Regions from separate parts of the Zea mays genome. Here regions 1, 3 and 4 are each linked to region 2. Evidence: chromatin contacts called from public Hi-C data. All regions are on one chromosome and are shown on one strand. The core of a region is the stretch at or near the end of the contact, and the rest is flanking DNA. Distances in the headings are between cores, read along the strand shown.

Region 1 (3,672 bases), core at 329-2,828, 400 kb before region 2:
TTCAATTGTTACACCAATACTTGGAAGAGAACTTATGGAACTGTAGAAGGTTTCTTCCAAAAGCCTATATGTATGTTCAGTTGGTTTCACTATTTTATTTCACTCTGGAGCCATGCGTTTGTTTTTTTTCCCATAAATACTTTGGTGCTGCAGGAGGCAATCCCTCTTTATGCCGGTCTTCGCCTTCTTAAGCTTGGCAGGTTTATGACGTGCGCTTTTTTTATGGCAAAATTGGATCTGTTAACATGTGGAGATGGAAATTACCCGGAAACATGAGCTTAGCGTGGATTTTACCATTTTGAGGTGTTAGAAAAGCGTGCTGCCTATTTTAGACTAGATATACAGACTAAAACATATGGAGCCCCACATTTCGGGTATTGTCAAGTTGTGCGTTTCACTTTCAAAATAGTGTAAGGGCCTTGTGTTTTTTTTCTTCTTCTGAATTTGTTGTAAAATAGTCTAGCATCCCTTGCAAAGAGGGGGTAATGTTGTTGTCACATGATGGTGTGTACCAAAGTGTAGTAAAGCATCCCTTGCAAAGAGGGGGTGGTAGTGTCCTGTATGTTTTTTTAAGCAAATGTGACAAACTATATAAGAAATGAATATTTCATGTGAGTTATGTATTTCCAGCCGTATTATTTAGGTTACTTGCATTCATATTTAAGCAGCTTACAAGGAATGCACGTTACTCTGAGATCAGAATCATTTAAGTGTCCATCTACCCTTTCCTTGCTTACAGGGCACCCCATCTCTTGGTGACTGTCGTTCGCTACAGGATGACGGCAAAGCTTTATTTAGCGCTGGTCGGTGTCAGTGTCACTCATATGGTTGTTAGAGCTCATGCTCAGGGATTTCTGAATGCTGAGGCCTTGGATCTTCTCGCTCCCAAGGCCACGGGCAGGAAATCACAAACGGGAGAAGTTCTATGGTGTAACACCCTTGTACTTGCACAGTTTTACAGCAAATCAAATGATAGCAGAGTAGCAGGAAGTACCATGTTTTAATTCCTCTTTCTGATCAATGGACTTTTAGGACCAATTTGGAGGCAAAACCAGAGAGTTTCTCTCCCATCAAGAATTAAATGCCTTGTACAAATGACACCCCACGCAAAGATCACAAGGGAATTTAAGTTTCAAACTAGCCCTTAGGGGATTTCTCAAATAAAGCTATGCTGCCCATTCTGAGTTCTGACTGCATTGTCCGAGTATTTGTACGATGCTATCTACTGTATGCATTTTTTTATCTCTAATGTATAAAGCACTAGATTTCAAAGTTCCACCTTTATCGTAAGTTCCACCTTTATCTGCCCTTCCCATTTAAATGATAAAAAACTAAAATTATGTATAAATGAGGATTCAAACCATAGTTGTTGGGTTTAAACCCATGTTCACATCTTACTAACATAATTTACATGTTTTTATGTTTTATATACTTTGCTATAAATGAGAAACCGATACTTTACTAGCTTGTTGTATCATCATCTTTACGTAGCTTTTTTTTTTAGTAAAGACAATAACTAATATACAATCATATGTTATGTGCAAGCGTGGCTACCAACCTATAGTCTTAAACCGTCAACAAATGCAGTTTGGTGATATGAGCAGCAAACAGAGATTAGAGAGGCAGCAAAGAAAGATAACAGAAGAGACAGACGGAAAGAACACCGGAGGCGGAGAGCCACAGGAGGAGGAGCTCGAGGGACGACGACCAGCTGAATTAGGACTGGAGGGGGCAGACGACGTCGTCGTAGCGGCAGCAGCAGGAGAAGGGAAGACTCAAACGAGGGATCTCCGAGAGAGGAGTGTGGTAGGCAGGAAGAAAGAATAAGGCGAGCCGAGAGCCATTCGCATGGAGGCGGCGATGGATCTGATGCGGCGGATGCCGCCACGGAGCGCGGAGACGGCGCTCAACGCGCTGCTCTCCCTCCTCCCCGACCACTCCCTCGACCTCCTCTCCCAGGTCGACCTCCCGCTCCAGGTATCCCTCCTTCGCCGTTTCGGTTCGGGCCTCTACGTCCTCTGGTTCGGATAGGGATTAAACTGCGCCAACACATTTGCTCCCTTCGTCTCGAATCGCTCGCGGGGATTGGATGCTCCGCCGAGCGTGGGTTTGTTGGCCGTGCCATTTTTGCGCCGTGTTCGTCGAGAAATGCGCGTTTCTTGCCTTGGCACCTGTACTGTACTGCGCATGGTTCTTCTGAATCCAGGTCACATGTCAGGTAGAATCACGCTGGTCCAACCCATTTTTGCAGGTTTCAGTGGCACCGAATCTGAATTATGCTGCCCGCCGACTGAATGCTTCCCTGTGTCACGTGCAGTTAGATTCTTCAATTCTGTCTGCTTACACAAGGTTAAACGGTTTATTGTTTTTCAGGTTTGCATGGATAAGGAGAGCCTGAAGGAATACATTCTATGCGAATATAACCGTGATGCTGACTCCTACCGGTCAGAAATTCACGATTTCCTCCATCGTCACATTTACATTTTGTTCATGTTCTCCACCAGCACTGGACTGTCATTATTTTGTAGCGCATGTTGCAAAATAGACTCTCATTGCAGTGCCTGATCTGAATGAATAAACATGACCCACACCAGAACTTTAAATCCTTTTTGGAGGAAGCTCTTATTTTTTCCCTCAAACACCAGGAGAGCTGCATATCTTTAGGCTGTCTCCAGCAAGGTTCTCTAAATTTCGTCCTCTAAAGAAATATTCTTTGTCCTTTACAGCATCCTCTAAAAAATTTTGTCCTCTATATCTTCTTCATCTCCGGCAACATCCTCTAAAACCGGTCCTCTATATCTACAGTTTTAACATAATCCATATATTATTAATAAAACAAATATCCGTGATCATTGCATGCATATTAATCCGTATTTATTTACAAAATTACGAGACATTTAAATACTGCAAATTATTTTTTATTCATATTAATAAATATGTTGTACAGCTGCACTCGCACAGTGGCACAATTGCATTTTTTCTCTTTGTTGGATGCTCGTCCGGTGACTTTCGCATCGCGCTGCCGCTTTTCCTCACTGGCCGAGCTCGTCCGCTGCTGCTCCTCCTCGATCGCCATGCACCACGCCGCAGACGAGCTCCTCCGTTCTTCTGCTCCTCGCCTACTGTCGCGCTCGTGCTCCTCCAGGCGGTCCGCCGCACAAGCTCGTCCTTGTCCCTGGTGATTTGCTGCGCGGGCTGCTTCTCGTCTTTGGCGATCGGCGCTGGCGATCGGCGCGTGTGCTCCTCCTCGTCCCCGACGATTCGATTCACTGGACGGGCGGGCTGCTTCTCGTCTTCGGCGGCGGCCGATGTCTATTGTGTTGCCCACGCTCATTGGCCGGATAGCGGACGCACAACCATCCGCCACAAATAGCGTGCGCAAGGACCATCCTCTACTTTACCGGAACCTTTACATCCTTGTTGGACACGATACAGGATGTTTGGTTCTCTAAATTTGGCGTACAGGACGGTATAGCGGCCCTTGCTGGAGCAAGTCTTATATATTAGAGAGAAAAAAGAAAGCCCCTGAATGACAGGGGCCAAGTACAAACACACACACACACACACACACACCAGACTAGTTACATATAAGTTACATGATCCGACCCAACCGAGCCAAGTTTTTCAACTAATCCTATACACCTAAGCTGCTAAGTTGCCGGACACCAGACG
Region 2 (3,552 bases), core at 881-3,380:
GCATCCTTGGGTGCCAGTTTCTCCCCTTCGTCGCTAACTGGTGCAGCTGTGACAACATCAGTATCCATAGGACCAGCATCTGATGTTGTAGCTATGAAAACATCAGTATCCATAGGGCCAGCACCTGAAGTTGCAGCTGTGACAACATCAGTACCCAAAGGACCAGTAGAATCTGAAGTTAAGTCATCTACAGGCGCTGGGGGAAAATCCTGTTCTTCAATTTTGCTTGCTTCTGTAGCACCAAACTTGACTTCAGCAGGGATCAAGTCTGAATTCACATCGACTGCATCATTGGTGTCAACATCTGTGGTCTTCTCATGAAGAGGCTCATTAGTACTTTTAGTATGCACTTGCACTTCTTCAAATGTCAAATTTCCTCGAGCAACTGATTCAGGTACTTTTCCTTTGGTTGTTGAGGCCTCTTCAACATCAACACTGGGGGGGCCTCTAGTGGGAGAAATTATGGATTCTTGACCAACTTCGGTTGTAGGAACTTCAACTTGATGAGTGACATCAACCACAGTTTCCTGATGAACTTCTGTAACAGTAACTGTATTTTCCTCAATAGCATTGGCATCAGGCAACTGATCATCCACATTCACTCCCACATCCTCATCAGCTTCGTCAGCTTCTCTTTCACTCTGAATGGAGTCAGAGAGTCTCTTGACGAGTTCCTCTTTCAAACCTTTAACAGGAAGCTTCCTTTTACGGAGCTCATCCTTCAGATCAGTAACTCTCCACTGATCGATTGGTCGGTTGTTTAGAACAGGATATGATGACATGATGACTGCCAACAGAAGAAACAACCAAATCAGGCTCCACATTATCAGACCTCCAAAAAATTATACTCACCAAATTATTCTTGCCCAAGTAGAAAATGTGTTCCATTTGAGAAAAAAGGTAAACAGACTAAATCATCAATAAAAGCCTATGGAGTCCAGTTAATGTGTATGCACCTAGATCAAATAATAATAACCTTAATATTTTTATATGAAACGAATAATAGTAGGCCACTAAAGAATAATAAGATCATATTAAACTAAACAAGAAATTCAATTACTGCAAAAGCAAAAGTTCCTGGACTACTGAATACTAAGCATGCTATAGAACTCCCAGTATTAAGTTGGTTGCTTGCATTCTATTAGTTCTTTTCAATAATTTGAGCATAACACGCTATTAGTTCTATTCAATAATTTGAGCATAACACGCTATTAGTTCTATTCAACAATTTGAGCATAACACAGGGGTAAAGAACTAGTAATGAAAGCAATAGTTACATGATGTGCTTTGATCAAACAGAACTATCCATTCTATATAGTATATAATACAAAAAAATAATCTTGATTTCTGCAAATTTACTGGACAAAACAATGGACATAATGCATAACAAAATGATAAAGAATACAACTGTGAACCATAAATTATAATAGCTGATGATATTGCTATAGATTGGTCACAAATGGAACACTACGCTCCGCCGAAGTTGGCAGTAGCAAACACCAATCAAATGCATTTCACTGTATAGGGCACCAAAAGGCACCTACTAAATCGCAGGATTCCAAGAGAACCGCAAAAGAAACAAAAATCGAAGAACATATCCACATATATTTGAATGTAACAGCCTTATATCCCTCGCCAGCAAACAAATGGCGCGAAGCGCTGGCGAAACACAGAAGGGAATCGCAGCCAGGGGCGGTAACTGGGTGTACACATGTACACCCGATAAGCTTTTGCAAAGCAATCGAAGTTAGCAGGGAAAGGGAAAACAAATAGTATGTTAGGGTTTGGGCGCACGGTTTCGCACAACAGGAAGGGAAAGGGAAGGGCGTACCTACGAATAGTAAGTTAGGGTTTGGGCGCACGTCTTCGCACCGCAGGCAGGGAAGACCAAAGTGAGGGCGTACCTGGTGGTGCTCGTCGCCGGCGAAGGGGCACCGAAGGCGTTAGCGACGGCCGGCCCAGTCGTGAGGGTGGGGGGTTCCGCGCAGGCTGGTGGCGATGGAACGGAAGAACAAAAGGCAGGGTAGGGTTGGGGCGTTGGGCGGCTGAGCCTGAAGCAGAATCCAACAGTATTTTTTTTTTTTGGGAGCGATGGATATGTTTCCCTCGAGGGGTTTGTTTGGGAAAAGAGTGCTAGAGGGGATTGAAGGGCCCAAAAATGTTTAAATATTAATTACAAATATTTAATATAGTCTAATTATAAAGCTAATTACATATATAAAGACTAAACAGTTATATGAATATATTAAAGGTTTGTTTGTTTCACTTCTAAATTATATAAGTTGGATTATGGTGAAAAAGTAGGTGGATAAAATATCATTTTGATGCCACAAATAAGTTAAAAAATCTATTTTGGCTTATTTTGTTGTCTCAAAGTGATATTTTATCTTCCTACTCTTTCACCATAATCCATCTTATATAATCTAAGTGGAAAATAAATAGATCTAAGTCTAATTAGTACATTATTGATAATTCATTCATATGATGCTACCATAAAATTTGTTAATCATAAATTAGTTATGTTTAATAAGTTTATCTCATCATTTAGTGTGCAATTAGACTATATTTAATCATTGAAATTGGCATTCAAACATTCGCTGCGATACTAACTAAACTTTAGTCATAGCAACGGCACCAGTAGCGGACTATTTAAGCATTAGATCTTATAATAAAGCCTGTTTGTTTTTGTTTTTGTTTTTTGTTTGTTTTTTTTCTACGAAAACTGCATTAGCCACCGGTTCGATTTTATTGTTGATATCAGATTAACTAACCAAGACATCAACTTCACTATTATAACCTAAATTTGTTTTAGTCGATTAAATTTTTTTGTGATGGCTGAATATGCGAGTCTAGTCTAATGTGCTTGTTCTTCTAGGCCACTCTAATTTGTATCCAAGGTTGATCTAAAGTCTAAAGTAAAATAGTTATCAACAAAATTAGAATATATCTTGATAGGCTATTGTAAGTGTCGCGAAATGATCCTCGGGCCTTCCAGGGCCCACTAGTCAGTAGAAAGACGAGGAAAAGGTCCACCTTGAATGAATCGTTCTGGATAAACCCGAGGCACCGAGCCGAGGGTCAGACGAGGCGGAGCCGAAAGTAGGGTCGGGTGGATCGAGGGGAAGCCACTCGAGTGGATTTCGCGCTTGACCAGGACTAGCCCACTGTGTCACATTAACTACGCCGACGCCGAGCCACAGAGGGCGAGTCGGTCCACTTACCGCTCGTAACCTATAGACCCCTAGGCTTGCTGGCCACTCATAACCTATCAAGCCTAGGCCTAAGCGTGTTGGCTGCCTATAGGTGTCACACCCGGTTTTAGAAGACAAACCGAATGCGAACCATATACGTGACAGGATCAGAAACTCACGTACACAACGATTACATAATTGGACATCATCACACGTTGCTCAAAATAAATAGCGGAAAGGTACTTTTATTACAACAAGATGTCCAAGACATACACAAGGTCTATTACATAGCATAGTCATTAGTATCATCAAAGTGCGGAAATACGAAACGTAGTAGATAAGGCCTACATAGGCAGCTGAC
Region 3 (3,199 bases), core at 339-2,838, 400 kb after region 2:
TAACTTACCTGTAAATGATGCTACATTCCAACTACCTAAATGGATCTCAGTTAGTCCGACTAGCTTCCTTACCCTTCGCACCTGTTGGTGATGTAAAGACCCTTGCACATTTTTACTACACTCGGGCGCCGATGTAGCGACGTAGCACACAACTAAGGAAGCAGCGACTCGATCCTTATATAACATCGTGCCCAAATCACAACACGACGCGTCACCAAAGGGATGTTGAATCAACCCTTGCCCATTTAACACCATGCTCGGGTTCTGATATGGAGCGTCACTAAGAGAGTTACATAGAGACATGTCATGGCTCAAGCAGTGAACTGCCAGATGACAACATAACCTCAGGGTATGACAATAACAAAATTCTCCCTACACTTAGCATGGACATCAATAGCCAGAGCCAGAAAAGACCATAAGGACTGTGTACAGGAATATACAGTGTTTGAAAAATGTATGCTTCCAGTATAGATTGAAATATAGTGCACAAATTTGGCAAGCCTATTTGGTACTTGAGCAATAAGAATGGTGGTAATTGGAAGCCTGCGTCCATGCAGCCGGGCTCACGCGAGCATGGCCCAGCACATACGCCGCTTTCACGCGTATCCCCAGGTGCAGGTTAAAGACTTCCGCAAATACATAATCTGCACCGATGCATGCGTGCTCAACCATCTCCATGCGGGCAACTGGATACATTTAGAGGCCCAGTCAACGCATGTAGTGAGCCAGGCTACCACGGGACGCACAACCAAACAGAAACAGGCAAACACACGCAATGTGAATTGTGAAGATGAAGATAAGAATGAAACAATAATAGCTCCTCATTCTTGGTAAGGTTACAATAAAACAGTAACACTGCCTCCCTTAAAGATGACCACACAGTTTAGAATATCAATATATAATCAAAACAAGAATGAATAAATTAAACAGAAACTGTAATTATTCAATAACTGAAAAAACAACCAGCTTAAACTGGGATGGCTATTTAGACACTTGTGTTCGTTTGTTACGAATATGATATATGTTTCCCGTTTCAATTAACAGTTCCCCATCTATCTGTATTTGTATGCATATCTGGTAAGAAACAGAAGTACGAACTATTCTGTGTATCACAAGATTTCACGATTATTTAGGCAACCTAAACGGATAAATGAAATGGAATGTATTCTCGTGCTTCTATAACGATGAATTGTCAGAGTAAATCCGCTGGCGTCGTAAACGTGTCGCATATTTGCCACGCGAATGAAGCTTAATCCAGCAAATCAAAATCACATCTACTTGTTCAGCTTAGTAAACGGGAAATCCCTAGAGATACAAATCTAATCCAGCTACTGGCCCGACGGACAGGAAACTAGATCGAACCCTAAATTGATGGTAAAAGAAGTAGGCGAAGCTTTATTGGGGGTAAGGGAGGAAGGAAAGACCTTGCGCTGCTTCCAGGAGAGGAATTGTGCTGCAGATATTGGCTGCGCCCTTGCCGTGGTTGCGGGCTCGCCGGTGGCGGGCAGCGGCGGGGGAGTACCCTCTGCTTCCTCCGCTCCCATCGCGAGAATATGCGAATCTCTGGGGAAAGGGAAAACGGCTGGATTACCGAGAAAAAAAAACTACGAAACGGATCAGGCCCTAATCAAACCGGAAAGCCCTGTTGTTGAGGGCGCCTTTGTTGAGTTCCTACCAAAACGTATTTTGGGCTTACGAGGCACCTTTTGGGAGAGGCCCGCTACCTAATTCTTTGAACTCTGCTCATTGATTCTTTGATGAAGTGATTCTATTCCTAAGAGAAAGCACGGTTAGAAGGTGATGAGAATTCCATCATAATACGGAGCTTGGTGAAGCACATTTTTTAGCTCCCAGCATGAATGAAGAAATAATTCTCGTATGATCCCTACTTAATACGGACTTTTGGCAGAGCTCCGCTACATAATTATCTAGCTTCGAGTGTTGATTCTTTAATATAATAATTTTGAATAATTCTCTAGCAGAAGTGAATCCATCTGATAAAATTTGTTTGGCAAATAATTTGTAAAGTGAGTGGGGAGCAAGTTATGAGTGACGAGAAGCTAGTTTTTTTACTCTCACTTTCTAGTACAAAAGGAGACTGCATTCACTCTGCCTCCGATAGTAGTTCCGTTTTTTGTCGTTTGGCTGTGCGGAACTCGAAAGTGATTTGATTTTCGCTGAAAGTGGAGCTATGTGAGCTCCGCCAAACGTCCTCTTAGAGCTTTTTTGGTTAGGGATAGATTGAAGGTAATTGGAGATATTTAATCCTCGCCTCAGATTCGAATGGAACCGAACAAGGTTTAGCTGTTTGGCTTGGGAACAAGGTTTAGTTGTTTGGCTTGGGAACTTTGCCAAATGGCCCATGAGCCTCCATACTCACATGAACGTTTTAAATCTAATATAGTGGTGAACATTTTAATAAAGTCAGTATTTTTTCGTCTCTGGTAGAATCCCTACTACTACGAAGAACGCAAGAGGTAGGCTGCCACCTTTGGTTCTGTCTCCCATGAATGTACACCGTTATTGCCCACGCCATCCTGTCGCCCCCCTCCCCCGATATTGCGTCGTCCCTCCCCACGCGCGGTGTAACTGACCTCGCTCCAATCGCTCGCCTACGACCATCGTGCCACACCTCTCCACCATCGACGACGACCCTCACCATGTGCGGTCACCTTCCTCACACGCATCTCCCGCCCGTGCCACCACTCCTACTGTAGGAAACGGTGACGTCTAAAAGGTGGTGAATTAGAACTTCTAAAAACTATTCTCTAAACTAGGCCACAATTAAATCCATAGAGTAAAACATATGCAAATTAACAATTTAGAATGTGCAAACTAGGTTTTTTTGTAAGTATCGCTATCTAGTCTAAGTTTTAATCCTAAATATTTGTCGGCGTTTTGGACCCGCGAGGACCCTCAACCGACTAGTGAATTTGTCGTTGCGTGCCCCTGCCCAGATGGGTTGATGCAAGATGAAACACAAGAGGGCGGATGAGGCTTATATTATCTTGCACCGGGGTGCTCGTAGTAGGGGTTACAAGCGTCGCGAGAGAGAGAGAGGGTCTGGCCCTGAGGTGAGCTGTCTGAGTTAGCCTCCTCCGCGTTTCTCCCACTCTGTCTGCCTCTGCTCGCCTTGCTCCTGCTCCCACCTCCCTTCAGGAAGGCCCTGGATATCCCCTTTTATAGATACAAGGAGATG
Region 4 (3,152 bases), core at 206-2,705, 260 kb after region 2:
ATCTGAGTTGGTTGCAATAGGAGCACCCGCTATGGTTGGGGCCCTCCGTTCTGTCGGACCCGCTTCAGAAGGAAGGCCACAACTAACATGAAGGTTGAGTCAGATAAGAAATCTTTGGCTGTGGGACTGGTTACCGGTGGCATGATGGAATCCTAGGGCTCTTTGTCCCTGTGCTCCCGGAAGACCTTTCATGGTGGCGTGGGAGGTACCTGAATGGAGAGGGCAGCCACGGCGACACGATGGAGGTGGCTATGGAGCTGGCGCTCCTCGAACACGTTCCGCGTGGTGCAGCGCGTGTGATCTCCCTCGCGCTGGACCCCCACAGGGACACCTGCAAAAGCGAAAAAACAATAGAAAGATAGAGAGCGAGGGAGGGAGCTACGGAGGGCGAGAGGAAGGAGCCGGGGACTGTCACACACACAAAAAGATCCTCACCCAACATGCAGAGCTTCACACGAGTGGCCTTATCCGCGACACCCCATGTCTCGAGGGCCCCATCCCCGACAATCCGCTCGGCTGCCGCCTCGAGCAGCAACAGCCCAATCGTGCCCCACTCATTGACGATGCCCCCATACCCGTACAAATCGTCCTCTTCACAAGAGGCGTCGTGGCGCTGGTGACTGGGAGGCCACATAGGGGCGATGAATGTTGCATGGAAGAAGTCGCATGGAGTAATCGGGGAGTCAGAGGCAAGCATCGGAGGAGGAGCCGTGACGGTGGGTGCATGTGACGATAGATAACCGCAGTGTGCCCGCTGCACGAAATCGCAAAATCGTGAGGTCGTTACTTTGTTAGAGGGGTAGGGTGAGACTCCGTCCAGGACGGGATTGAGGCGGCGGCGGCGAGGAGGAGGAGGAGCTGGATGGATACCTGCGGGGGCGGGACGGTCGCCTCCGAAGTCGGAGGAGTCGGCCCTCACCCAGTGCATCTGCTTCGGTTGCGCAGCTGCTGCATCCTTTCCCTTGTCTCCTTGTCCTCGCTCCAGCTCCCCAGTCTACGCGCCTATCTTCGTGAAGGAACTGGACACGGCTGCGACCGGGAGGATGAGCCCTGTACCGGCGGTTGGATGGCAGCCGGGGGCGGCGAGCGGTGGACGGCGGGGAGTCTGGCAGGTGGGGGAGAGGGGATCAGATGAAGCAGAGAAGTCAGAGCAGGAGGATGAAAACAGTATCGCCCCACGGTCGGTCCAAACGAAACGACCACGACCGGAGACACACGCGCGACCTCGCCCACCCTGCCTCCCACGATGGGCGCCATCAGCGGCGAGATGGATGGGTAGCGTATGGGAGCGCGGGGTCGCCGCGGGATGCAAGGAAGAAAGTCGGCGCGGTTGAGGGCGAGATGCAGGGAAGACGGCGCGGGCTCGCGGGCGGGATGATGCACGGAAGACGGCACGGGCGGGGGCGGGATTGCAGGAAGGAAGACGGCGTGGGTGGAGGCTGGAGCGGGGGCACGGTGAGGTCGGTGGACGCCCTCGCTCGAGCCTCAAGGTGTAGTAGAGATAAGAGTTGAGACAACATCCCGCTTTTTTCTGGTCGGAACACCTACTCCGCACGTATCCCGTGACGGGTGCGCCCCACACGGTGCCCAACCCAACGCCGCGCCCACGCCGTTCACGCGCGCACGCGGTACGAGACACCGCTGGGTGCCAGACTGCCATTGCCTGCCACACGCAGGGACGAACCACACGGGCCCGTTTCTCTCGTGGCGTTGTCCTGCGCGCCCGCCCGCCCGCCATGTTGATTTTCCCAGCGCGTGGACCTCCCGCTCCCGCGACGCGCGGCCCGTTTTTGGGAGCTTCGAAAATGGCGAACTCCCCCTCCCTTTCGCAGACGCCGCCCCCTCCCGTTCCCGTCCCGATCCGACGGCACCGCCCGTACATACAATAATAATATGCATGCAGATCCGCTCCCTGGCCGCCAGACCCCCACCGTTCCATGCGGCGTTCGTACGTCCACTGGCTGTACCATGTTGGGCTGCTTTGGGTCCGTAGGCCACCCAACCAAAGCACGTAGGGAGGTGAAGATTGAGATTGGGAAAGCTACGCTAAACCTAATGTATAAACATAAATACGTTAATTAATTGGATTGTGTGTCTTAATTGGTCGTATCCCTAAATAAAATTGATATTGGGAAAGCTACGCTACATCTGGACCCCGCTCCCTGCCTGGCCGCCAGAACCCCCCCCCCCCCCCCCCCCCCACCCCCACACACACACACACACACACACCGTTCCATGTGACGTTCGTACGTCCACTGGCCGGCTGGACCACGTCGTCACCAGCTTCAGGAATATAATGCACCGTGCTGCCATTGCCAACGAACCCTCGGTTTGCAAGAAAACGGCACATGGAATAATGGTGATCGATCTTTGATGCTGTATTTCTATTTGTTGACGTATTTATTTGTGTTTAAAGTTTGAACCCTTTGAACTGAATTGTGATGTCATATATATGCCGCACTACTGTCGTTTATGATCTACTCCAACTCATTGTGTCAGAACTCAGAAGCTGAGAACTAGACGGTGTGATGCTGCATGTATATATGTGTTTTTGTTTGTGTCAACTGTCTATTGGTGGTGTCAGCCTGCTAGCTACTACTATTCTTGTTTGTGCCACTGGCACCTACTATACTGTGATTTGTTTTATATTTTAAAAAAGTACAAAAATGCGTAATTTGTGTAATACGTACGTACCGCGGACACGGTCTACATGCATGTACACTGTTTCTCGCCAACTGTTCACCGTACGTGTGGACCGTCTACAAAAAACAAAAAAAAATCGCTAGTTGTAATTTTTTTAATACTTCCACGACTGGACCATTGACGTACACAAGAAAAATAGTCTGTTGTCTTGTGGGCGGGATAATCGAGGAGAGAATCGCTGACCCGGTCTGCTTAACTGTATGCATGCATCTTCCCTCTCGTCAAGTACATAATGATACGTACATATTCAAATAGGAACGTGGTCACGTACGTTCGCTGTAATGGGAACGCGACGGGGCGCCAGCCGTCCCCGAAAGACGACAATGGGACGTGACATCCATGATAGTAAGGTTGTATCTAGTATATATATATAGTCGTGTAAAATATTATGTTGTATTGTATATTGTAATGTTTGTATAGTAAAATTTGAATAGCAGATTAGATAGGAG

Evidence for each region. Hi-C and Micro-C count contacts between places; a contact is called where the count stands out from the background.
Region 1: a contact with region 2 is called in a Hi-C map of tassel, with 10 times the contacts expected there. The contact joins the promoter of LOC100193381 here to the promoter of LOC103635858 in region 2. A contact is called at or near these places in 2 of 25 Hi-C or Micro-C datasets (ear and tassel).
Region 3: a contact with region 2 is called in a Hi-C map of ear, with 4 times the contacts expected there. The contact joins the promoter of LOC100275303 here to the promoter of LOC103635858 in region 2. A contact is called at or near these places in 6 of 25 Hi-C or Micro-C datasets (bundle sheath, ear, leaf and 1 more).
Region 4: a contact with region 2 is called in a Hi-C map of tassel, with 3 times the contacts expected there. The contact joins the promoter of LOC100381770 here to the promoter of LOC103635858 in region 2. A contact is called at or near these places in 4 of 25 Hi-C or Micro-C datasets (ear, leaf and tassel).

What each region holds. Positions count from the first base shown.
Region 1 is chr1:65,906,338-65,910,009 of Zm-B73-REFERENCE-NAM-5.0, forward strand. LOC100193381 reads left to right here and starts at 1,579. Exons shown (of 8, transcript NM_001138510.1): 1 at 1,579-1,977; 2 at 2,374-2,444. The coding sequence starts at 1,849. It overlaps LOC100279238 (pseudouridylate synthase), which reads left to right. Exons shown (of 18, transcript NR_158723.1): 17 at 1-70; 18 at 740-1,092.
Region 2 is chr1:66,304,665-66,308,216 of Zm-B73-REFERENCE-NAM-5.0, forward strand. It overlaps LOC103635858 (formin-like protein 5), which reads right to left and starts at 2,131. Exons shown (of 6, transcript XM_008658244.4): 1 at 1,905-2,131; 2 at 1-787. The coding sequence starts at 782.
Region 3 is chr1:66,703,535-66,706,733 of Zm-B73-REFERENCE-NAM-5.0, forward strand. LOC100275303 (zinc finger CCCH domain-containing protein 15 homolog) reads right to left here and starts at 1,589. Exons shown (of 2, transcript NM_001331166.1): 1 at 1,425-1,589. The coding sequence starts at 1,544.
Region 4 is chr1:66,562,663-66,565,814 of Zm-B73-REFERENCE-NAM-5.0, forward strand. It overlaps LOC100381770, which reads right to left and starts at 1,456. Exons shown (of 3, transcript NM_001174571.1): 1 at 871-1,456; 2 at 436-754; 3 at 1-331. The coding sequence starts at 697. The coding sequence ends at 189.